2 separate regions of the Mus musculus genome follow, and region 1 is linked to region 2. Evidence: chromatin contacts called from public promoter capture Hi-C data. All regions are on one chromosome and are shown on one strand. The core of a region is the stretch at or near the end of the contact, and the rest is flanking DNA. Distances in the headings are between cores, read along the strand shown. Region 1 holds the start of Mrgbp (MRG/MORF4L binding protein). Region 2 holds the start of Oser1 (oxidative stress responsive serine rich 1).

Region 1 (5,189 bases), core at 2,467-4,966, about 17 Mb after region 2:
CCTTATGTCTGTAAAAAGAATTGCTTCTACAAAGAGAACACTCATTGTTACCTCCATTGGTCCACAGAGAGAGCAGAGCTGATCTCTGAAAGCTGGATTAATGGGCACCATGTTAATCCTTTTAAAGGTACCTTCAGCTTTTCTTGGTCGCATTGGAACTCCTTGAGACTGAAATTTTTAGTAACACAGGCATAGCCCCTATGGAGGGAGCAATAGTCACATTACTGTCCTCGAGAGCTCTGAAGTCATGATTGCCCAGGGCCCCAGGGATCTGAGCTGAGAATAATGGCTCTCTCCATCGCACAACAGGAAAGCCTTAATGTTACAGAGGAGAAGGCAGCCCTGTGGGCAGAGATGTTGCTGACATTTGGCTGAGTCATGAGTAATGTTCAAAGCCAACATCAATAAACACTCTAAGATCAAGAAACAGAAACCCCTAGACGACAAAAGGAAGGGTCTGAGTTCATGAACAGCTAGCTACCTGCATACTGTCCAGGGTCAAATCCCAAGCTACTAGCTCCAAACCAGCCAGACAAATCTTTCTATGCAGGCTCCTTCCAGGGAAGACTACTTACCTCACTCCCCATTGCCTTTGCTGTTCTATACCTCTCCATTCATAGGAAACTAACAGGGCTTCCTGGGGACAGAAAAAGGGGGAGTCATACAGGCAGAAAATGTGGAGGACAATTCTGGGCTCACCACTTCCACAGCAGAGAGCAGCTGATCATATTGTGAAACCTGCCTCCCTCACTCGGGATAGCAGATACCCAACATTCTCAGGTACCTCTTTCCCCATCTTCCAGAGGCCAATAGGGACATTGCTTTTAAGGTTTCTTTGTTGCGTGACATAATTGACAGATGCCACCACTGGCTTGTGAGCAGAGACACTCTTCCTCATCCCTCAGCTGGGTGGGTCAGGACCTGGGAAAAGCTGCTTGGCTTTCTAAATCACCCCTCCCCAGCTGGACAAAGGTTCTGCCAGTCAGGTGTGGTTGGTAATAACAAATGGCTATGACAGAGCAGTTGTTGTCACACATGAAGACAGCAGATAGACAGGGAGCTCTTATATTTCCCAAAACTAAAAAACAAAGATGGTTAACTTCAGCTGAGCCCCAGCTCCACCCCACATGACCTTCAGAACAATACTGCTGTGGGGTAGGATGTCTCAGGGTGCTCCTGGAAGCTGATCCTCTAAAGTAAGCACACTGAGCCAAAGCCGGGAAAGAAACACTTGCCTTCTGGGTATCAAGGCAATCCTTCATAGGCCCCCTCTGAAGAGCTGGATCCTATTAAAACGCTAAAGTGGCTCAGGAGTGCACCTTTCCTTGGGTCTTGTTGGTGGCTTTCAGAGCTGGAATAGAGGTTTGCAAAGAGTTGGTGAGCACTGCCCCCTACAGGCAAGACTTGGCAGCCTGGCTGCCGCAGGTCCTCCCCTGAAGGCCTTTGTAGGTCCAGTGAAGCCCTTAACTTTGGAAGACAACAAGCAGCTTTAAGGAGGATGGAAATAATTACCTAGGTCCTTTAATCACACCAACTTACCATAAACAAGAAGATAGAGGGGGTGGAGCTAAGCTATGTTATTCAGGACACAGGTGTCCTACTTAGCTGCAATCCCAGTAGGAAAAGACTGGGCCTGAGCTGGAAACTCAAGGGTCCTATCTGATGGCTGCTTAGTTCTAGGCTCCCTACTTCCAATGCTCCACAGCCCATAGGAGAGGACAGCGTAGCTGTTCTTAGTGTTCAGATGGTGTCCAGAGGATGACCCATTACCATCAGGTGAACACAGCAGAACAGGATCCACAGCAGGCTGACTCCAAAGTAGAGCTTGTCCTCTAGAGTCCTGGGTCTCCTGTATGTGCTAAGGGAACAAAATGGGGCCAGTCATGCTGTGGGAAATTTTACCACTTCAGTGATGCAGTCTGCAAAGAGACAATGTGACCAAAGGCAGATGGATGGCATCTGACCAGAGCCTTTACAAATGCTCCTCCCATTGAATCCAGTTCTTGTGACCAAGAGAGAAATGTTCCTTTGGGAATGGAGATAGGCTCCTTCTAGTTAACAGTGACCACCTCCTTCCAGAGACAACATCAGATCCTCAGACAAGCAATGCCATTTAGGAGGCTGGAGATGCACCTCAGTTGGTAGGGTTCTTCCCTGGCATGTATGAAGCCCTGGGTTCAATCCCCAGGATATATACCAGCAGATATCTGCTACCCTAGCACTTAGGAGGTAGAGGAATGGGGACTGAAGTTCAAGGTAATCTTTGGCCACAGAATGAGTTTGAGGCCAACCTGGGATACATAAGACCTTGAATAAGAAATAACAGTTGGTTGAGACCTAGACATGGTCTGGGGAATAGTTCACACTGGTCAAAGTAAACTAGACTGGTGTATAAACTATTAGGCTTGTATATTCATTAAATGAAGGAGAGCATTTCTATGGCCTTTATTTCTCACCTGAGCCCAGTCTGAACCCTTCACACTAGGATCAAGAATCCCAGCACTTGTATCTATCTTGTATAAAAGACTTAAGCAGCAGGAGTCGCAACAAATGAGAAAGGACTTGACCAGTTGGCTAGTAGATATATATCATTGTCTACTTTGTATCTGGGAAGTAAGGAGTCTTGCTACAAAGCTGATTATATCCTGGCCACCTGGAACCACCTGAAGACCTCACGGAGAAGACAAATCTGGGCAAACTTCACCAGCCATTTCTACAGAAAGTTGGTGGTGTGCCACACAGACACCTGCTCCAGACCAAAGAAATCCTTCTATCAGGTTTGAAGGAACCTCTCAGCTCCCAACAGGTGTGAATTCACTTTGAAGCTACGGGATCACACACATGATCATGGGCTAATGGTTTCTCTACAGCTCCTTGTTAGAGAGTGATAATCACAGGAGCGCTACAAAACGAACAAGCACAGCTTCCTCTTAATTCATGCTTTTGGACTAGAGAGCCTACATGTTCATGAAAATAAGAAGTTAGCGTGGGATAGTAGGCGGGGTCTTAGCTGCTGACCTTGATGCTCAGCTACTTCCTACTACCTAACAGAGAGTTCTGCAGAGACCTGCTGTGGCTTCGTGGAGAGAAAGAATGAAGTCATCCTTCTCTCCTAAACCATCCAACCTGTCTATAGGCATCAAGTCTATATTGCCAGTCACGCGTTCTGAAGTAACAGACGGATGTTTGCAAATGTCATGGCTGGTAGGATGTGGTCTGAGTACAGAGATCGCACAAACCAGAGAGGACCAGCTAGGATAGATGAGGTTGAGGGTTACATAGGGAAGCTCCCTGAAGAAGGACGCACTCCAAATTGAAGGAGTATCCTACCTGGTAGGGGTGAGACTAAGGTGGACCGGAACCAGAAGCAGTCAGCAGCAGAGTCTACCATGCCTTAGATATTCAGAGAATAACCAGGATATTATCAATCAGCTCCTGGGCACTTAATATGTGGCAGCTCTTAGGTTGGGAACTTGCTTTATGACATGTCCCAGATGGTAGATTATGCTTCACCCAGCCGTACAGTAACTAAGCCAAGTTCTGCATGCCAACCAAGCAGAGGCAAGGGCACCGCCCCTGTGAGATCATAACTCCCAGCTGCATCATATCCACATGATAGCAGTGACCCCACACCCCCTTATGAAGCTTTATTGGGCCACACCTCCCCTGTGGCATTGTGGGAACTTTTCCACCAGCTACGCTTTCACAGTGGGAAAGCTGAAGCCTGGCCACAGACTGCTGTCTGGCTCTGAGCTCTGAGCTGTCCCAGACAATGAGACAGGTCAGAGCCAGCACCCTCCATGGTTCCCTGCTGTGAGCATTGTCTGGTTACAGGCCTGAATGAGGGGCAAGTGGAGTGTCAGGACTGGATTCAAGGCTTGTGGCAGCCAGCAAGTGATCCTTATCAAGACCCAAGAGTTCAGAGCTACAGTGGCCCCATAGCACAAAGGAGAACAAAGGTTCTCAACATCTTAGTCTGAGAGGCATCAGTCAGAAAAGGGATTCTGATGCCTGGCAATGGCTGAGGAATGGGTAAGTAATGAAACCTGGATGGGTGGCAGGGTAGGACCCATGGCACAGCTGACTGGGGTGACTCAGGCCCAGAAGCAACCATGTTCTTAAGGCTGCTGTGCCCAGCCCTTGGCCCTATCCAATCCCATGTAGAGCTACTAACACCTGCCTGAAATTCTGACAGTCTGAGTTAATCATCCAACCACTTCTGGAGTGGATCCACTGTAGGGACAGAATGGAGGTACAGGTAGGTAGCAAGGCCGACAGGACCTGGATTTCTGTCTTCTGATGCCAAGGAAGCACTTAATTCTGGGACTGTCGTGCACTCAGGTCAGGGCTACTGAAAGATATACAGAGCTTCACTCCTACAAAATGTGATTGTTGGGCTTTAAATTTTTAAATTATTTATGGTGTGTGTGTGCAAGTGTGCATATACCATGGAATACATATAGAGGTTAGAATACAACTTTTTTTTTTTTTTTTACTTATTTTATTTATATGACTATGCTGTAGCTATCTTCAGACACACCAGAAGAGGGCATCAGAACCCATTACAGATGATTGTGAGCCACCATGTGGTTGCTGGGAATTGAACTCAGGACTTCTGGTAGAGCAGTCAGTGCTCTTAACCGCTGAGCCATGTCTCCAGCTCTAGAGTACAACTCCTAAGAATTGCTCCTCTCCTGCCAGCTCTAGGATCCAGGGGTGGAGTTCCAGTTATGGGCTGTGCACAAGGATCTCTATTAGATGGGCCATCTCACTAGCCCATGGGATGTTGTTGTTGTTATTGTTGTTGCTGCTGTTGTTGTTTAAACTATTTTTCTTAAACAGTTTTAGTGAGATGTAATTTACATATTGTACAATTTATCTCTGGCAAGGAGAGACACACCTTCACTTCTAGCTGAGTTCTTTTCCAAATTACCTAACCAGGTGAAGCCCAGATTTTTGGGCCGTGTGTGTCATGCTATGCAGACTTGGCTGACTCAGAACTCCTGCCTCTCTCTCCCGAGAGCTAGAATTACAGGAGTGTGTCACCACGCCCATCTGGTGCATTTTTAAAGCATAAGGTTTGTTCCCTCGCCTTCTCCGGACAGAGCCGTAGGCAGTAAAAGGTTCAACCACCAGGAGTCGCTGCTGCACCGGAAGCCAGTCTTCGCTGCGCCTGCGCGGACGCGGGC
Region 2 (5,201 bases), core at 451-2,950:
CTTCATATAAAACACTCTCATACACATAATACAAGTAAAAAAAATTAATAGTGAGGTTTATAGTAGTTCTCTCAATCTGACTTGTGTGGCAATCAGTCAACATTTAAGTACACTCCAAGCCACATGGACACTGGTAAACATCACAGGCAGAGATCCACTCCTTTCACAAGTACTTCTAGGATTCCTAGTTCTACCTTGGATGCCACAACAGAGGCTGAACTGAATACAGGGGTCCCAGGAACCCCATTTCAGTAGGGAGGGCATCTCACTCCTACCCTCCAGGACTCACACTTGGCTAGGAAGCCTCCCAGCTAAGCCTCACAACTTCTAATTACACAGTGCTGACTTAATAGTATGGCAGGTGACCACCCTAGATGTTAATACAAACTTAGCATTCTTGTTGAGACACTCCCAGATATATCATTAAAAACCCCAACAGCCCAAAATAAAAATCTGGCTGCAAACCAAAAACTCTGAGAATAAAGTATCGCCTAACTTGTTTTCAAACGTCCACCACTGTGACTGCTCATGTTTTTCTTCAATTACTTTAAGCCAGAGCAAGAGTATCCTAGGCTTAACCTAGGGGGCTAGATCAGAGCATGCTTGCAATTACAAATGGGTTGTTATGCTCCTCCCAGTTCCTAGCTTTCCATTATGGAAGCATCAACCCAACAGCTTTATACAACAGGTGAGTGGATTGCCTATCTTCATTTACATTACATTGTGGGAAATTCTCCTATTACCCCTTCACTGCTCTTACTTCCAAAGAATGCCCAAAGACCTCAGACTTGCAAAAGGCCCATAAGAAGTTACTTTTCGTGGTTTTAAGTCAAATCACATCCCAGTTTCTTTCCACCAATACCGTGTGCAGTGTCTTGCTTACACCTCTGAAGCTTTAAACTAAGCTCTCCTTAAGTTTCCGGTCGAACTTCTCATTTTCAGCAGCACGAAAATGAGATCTGCACGCGTCCTCACAAAGTTAAAGCGGAGAAATCTCCCCAAACCTCTCAAAGTTACAGAGTCCCGAAAAGGAAAAACAACAACAACAAACTAACCAACCCTATCCAGAACGGCCCGGATAGAATCAATCTGTCCCTAGGACGAGAACACATCCACACCTCTCTGGGCACACCCACTCAACCCCTCAAAATCACAGGACTACAGGCAAAGCGACACGTTCGTTCCTTTCTGCCTATCACGGTTAAGCGGAGTCGGCTGGGAAAAGGTCAGAACCCGGGGACACCCAAGCGGGGAGCTGTCTCGGCTTTTACCCTGTCCGCCCCGGCCAACCACGGACTCCGAGAGGAGGCAGGAGTGAAGCTGCGGCGCAGAAGCCGCAGGACGCAAGCGGAGAGGAGTGCGACTCGCAGGGCGGGAAAAGGCGGGAAGGGGCAAAGGGCGGCAAGGAGAGCGAAAGGGGAAGCTGTGGCCGGCGCGGCCCGGACACCGCGGGAACGCAGGAAGGCGGGAAGCGAAGGCCGCGCAACTTGGCACTCCAGGCCGCGGCAGCCGAGGGCCGGGCCGGGCAGTCGGCGCAGGGAAACGCCGCGACCAGACGGGAGGGCCGGACTCCGCCTCCCGCGGGTGGGAGGCCTGGCGGACACGACGTCCCCGGCCCTCCTCGTCCCGTCCGGCCACTCACCTCCTCGCAGCTGGGGCGCTCCCGGGAATCCGGCCCCGTCGGCTCCGAGCGTCTCTCCGCGTCCGCCGCGTCTGTCTGACCCGGATCCAAACCCCACCGATAGGGTGGCCCGCGCCTCTAGAGTTGTACTGCGCCTGCGCAACCTCGGCTCGCGCCCTGCCCACCGTTCACGCTCCTCCCACCTCGGTGACTCGGCAGCTCGGCCCGCCGCAACTACGCAGGCGTACGGCGGTAGCCCGGCCTCTCGAAGCCCCAGCTCCAACCCCTCTCCGAAGCACGTGCGTCTTAAGTCATTTCCTGTTATTCTTTTCGCTCCCTCCGCCCCCTGGCTTGGGTTCGCTCCCGGCAGGCTTTTGGGCGTGCCTACTTCCTCTTCGCTGTCACGTGAGGCGGCGGCTTGCCTTGCAGCTATCGAGCCGCTGCCGCTCCCCTGGCATAGCCTGCTTCCTTCTTGTCCTCTTGAAGTCCCCAAGCCAACGGGATTCGGTGGGCTGCGGGAGTATTTGCGCCAGCTGATGCCTCCGGGAATGCTTGGCGGAGTTTCTTACATGCAACCAAGGGCGCTTGCACTCGGTCCACAACCCTCGCCGTGGGTCGTCTCTTTGGGTCCGCAGAGAAGCCAAGAAGGTATTAATTGGACGAGGCCCAGGCGGTGGATGCTGCCCGGAATTGGAATGGAAATTATTTAGGTTTTGTGGTTTTTGCTTTAAAAAAAAAAAAAAAAGCAGGATCTCATTTGTTAGACCAGCCTGAAAATCGCGTTGATTCCCCTGCCTCGGGCTCCCGTGCCTTCATTTTGAAGTATCTCTTGATAATTGAACGTCTGGAAATTAAACGGTTTCAGCGAAGGCATTTTGCTTTTGTTTTTCCAAGGATGGTTTGGGAGCATCAAGTGGGAAATACAGGGTAATGCACGTACATATTAAATTCTGCAAGAAGGTATTAAGCAATTTACCAGTCTCTGGCTTTTTTTGTTTTTTGTTGTTTGGTTTTTTCGAGACAAGGTTTCTCTGTGTAGCCCTGGCTGTCCTTGAACTCACTCTGTAGACCAGGCTGGCCTCGAACCGCCTGCCTCTGCCTCCCAAGTGCTGGGATTAAAGGCGTGCACCACCACTGCCCGGCTAGTCTCTGGTTTTTAGTGATCTGACAAGTTACCCATATGGCAAGGGTGAGCTATGAAAGACCTCCCCCTACCGCCATTGTCAGGGCCTGTTCTATTTTAAACGTTTCCCCATCGCCTGCCACTCTGGAGTTCCACTTCAGACCCTTGTGTGGAAAGACGATTTTCCTCAATAGAGTTGGTTCTGGCACCTAAACCTTAGAGTGGGTTTTCCCCTGAACCCAAGCTGGCCTCTTCTAGAAGTGGATGCTAGAGAGGATAGCCATGTCCAGCTTAACTAGAGTCAACCCACAGAGAATGGAATCTACACTTCACTGGACAGACAGCCCCGTCTCCAGACAGCTGGCTTGGCTTTGGCTTGCTTGCTTATTTTTGTTTGTTTGTTTGTTTTTTGTTTTTCCTGATCCTGCTCTATAATGCAATCATGGGAAAGCCTTTTGCATTCGATGGGAACTTCATCAGATTTTGAATTTTTTTTAAGATTTATTTATTATTATTCATTAGTACACTGTAGCTGTCTTCAGATGCACCAGAAGAGGGTGTCAGATCTCACCCTCTCACATGGTGTGAGCCACCATGTGGTTGCTGGGATTTGAACTCAGGACCTTTGGAAGAGCAGTCAGTGCTCTTAACCGCTGAGCCATGTTGCCAGCCCCGGTTTTTTTGTTTTTTTTTTTGTTTGTTTGTTTTTCAAGCTAAAATACACCCTGTGATAAGTTTGGGGATGCTGGCCCGCAGAAGGGGCTGCTGCATCTTCCCATTCAGCCACAGGATCACAAGGGCAAGCTGATGTTCCTAGTGCCCTGTGTTGTATTAAGTGTGTTTTAGACTAAGGATGCTTCCACTTGTGATGTGCTGAATAGGATGTGACCCTTTCCTAAGCTAAGAAGCACCTGTGTAGGGCTGTTGAACATAAAGCTTGTGATGGGTCCTGAATAAAACCTTCAAATTCTCTGTACAGTAACTGGCCCACAGTGAAAAAATAATCCTGTTGTAATTCTCTGATGGCTAACAACAGTTGTAACAGATGCTAGTAACAGTAATAACTCTACTATCTTCAAACATAATATTCCTGTGATTTTACACATTCTACAGATAGTTGTCATCTTAGGTGTTTATTGCTGTGAACAGACACCATGACCAATGCATATTTTAAACATTAAGTACTAAAAAGTAAAAGGAGCTTTTTTGTGTTAACACACCTCCATAAAGTTAGGCACTTTCTGAGACTATGACTTCATACCCAAGAGGTGCCTGGAAAGGAAGACGCAATCTGGCTCCATCTCCCTCCTGACTGTTACTGTTCTTAACCTCCACATTCTAACACCTGACGCTCATCTCACTGCCAGACCACAGCACTGTCAGCTTGAAGTTATCTGCCTAGGTCCGGGTCTCGGTTCCAGCAGCCTCTGCTTGTGTGGCCTTGACTACCAGACACTTCCCAGGTTTGCTGTGTTCTCTACTAGAACACTGTTTCTCCACAGCTCACCTCTTCATTCAGGTCTCTGCTCATACCCTTTCCCCAGGTGAGTCTCCATGACTACTCCAGCAGTCTCCTTCACTCCTAATTTCTTTTTTACTGTTTCATTTTTCCTTTAAAATCCTCTGTCGCCTTTTTTTAAAAAGAGTTATTATTTATTATATGTAAGTACACTGTAGCTGTCTTCAGGCACTCCAGAAGAGGGCATCAGATCTCATTACAGATGGTTGTCAGCCACCATGTGGTTGCTGGGATTTGAACTCAGGACCTCTGGAAGAGCAGTCAGTGCTTTTTTTTTTTTGGGGGGGGGGTTCAAGACAGGGTTTCTCTGTGTAGCCCTGGCTGTCCTGGAACTCAGTCTGTAGACCAGGCTGGCCTCGAACTCAGAAATCCGCCTGCCTCTACCTCCCGAGTGCTGGGATTAAAGGCGTGTGCCACCACGCCCGGCTCAGTCAGTGCTCTTAACCACTGAGCCATCTCTCTAGCCCCTTTGTCACCTTTCAATATACCTCACTATAGAAATTTACTATTGCTCACATAAACAGGAGCTTCCCTGAGGACAGACTTGGTCTCTTCATTACTACTTGTTAAGTGTACATTTCCCCACATTTTTTTTTCTTTCTTAATTTCACCTCCAATAAATGGCAAATCTTTAAAATGGCATCTTGAGCAGGGGAGTTAGCTCACCAGTGGAGTACCTGTCCAGCATGGGCAATGCCCTGAGTTCAGCTGATGCCAAAAATAAGAGAGGGAAGAGATATCTTAGAGCTGACAATATGATGTATCCCCAGGGCCTAAAGTCTTGTAATACACAAACTTCACACTGGGTAATTACCCCTCAAAGGAAAGTGTTGAAAGTTCACAGTGACAATTTAAATATCTTTAATCTTCACAATTATCTGAAAATGCTTCCTGTTGCCACAGTTGGGAGGCAGCGTATAGTAATCATTTGGGAAGAC

What was found. Promoter capture Hi-C pulls out the DNA fragments that hold promoters and counts their contacts.
Region 1: a contact with region 2 is called in a promoter capture Hi-C map of pre-B cells, with 4 times the contacts expected there. The contact joins the promoter of Mrgbp here to the promoter of Oser1 in region 2. A contact is called at or near these places in 2 of 39 promoter capture datasets (frontonasal cranial neural crest and pre-B cells) and 1 of 484 Hi-C or Micro-C datasets (CD4 T cells).

Annotation. Positions count from the first base shown.
Region 1 is chr2:180,577,506-180,582,694 of GRCm38.p6, forward strand. Mrgbp (MRG/MORF4L binding protein) reads left to right here and starts at 3,717. Exons shown (of 6, transcript NM_028479.2): 1 at 3,717-4,032; 2 at 5,106-5,189. Gm30144 (a long non-coding RNA gene) reads right to left here and starts at 4,363. Exons shown (of 5, transcript XR_001783605.2): 1 at 3,331-4,363; 2 at 1,771-1,858; 3 at 576-1,351.
Region 2 is chr2:163,417,770-163,422,970 of GRCm38.p6, forward strand. It overlaps Oser1 (oxidative stress responsive serine rich 1), which reads right to left and starts at 1,701. Exons shown (of 4, transcript NM_025699.2): 1 at 1,643-1,701. 2900093K20Rik (RIKEN cDNA 2900093K20 gene) reads left to right here and starts at 2,002. Exons shown (of 1, transcript NR_151490.1): 1 at 2,002-2,592.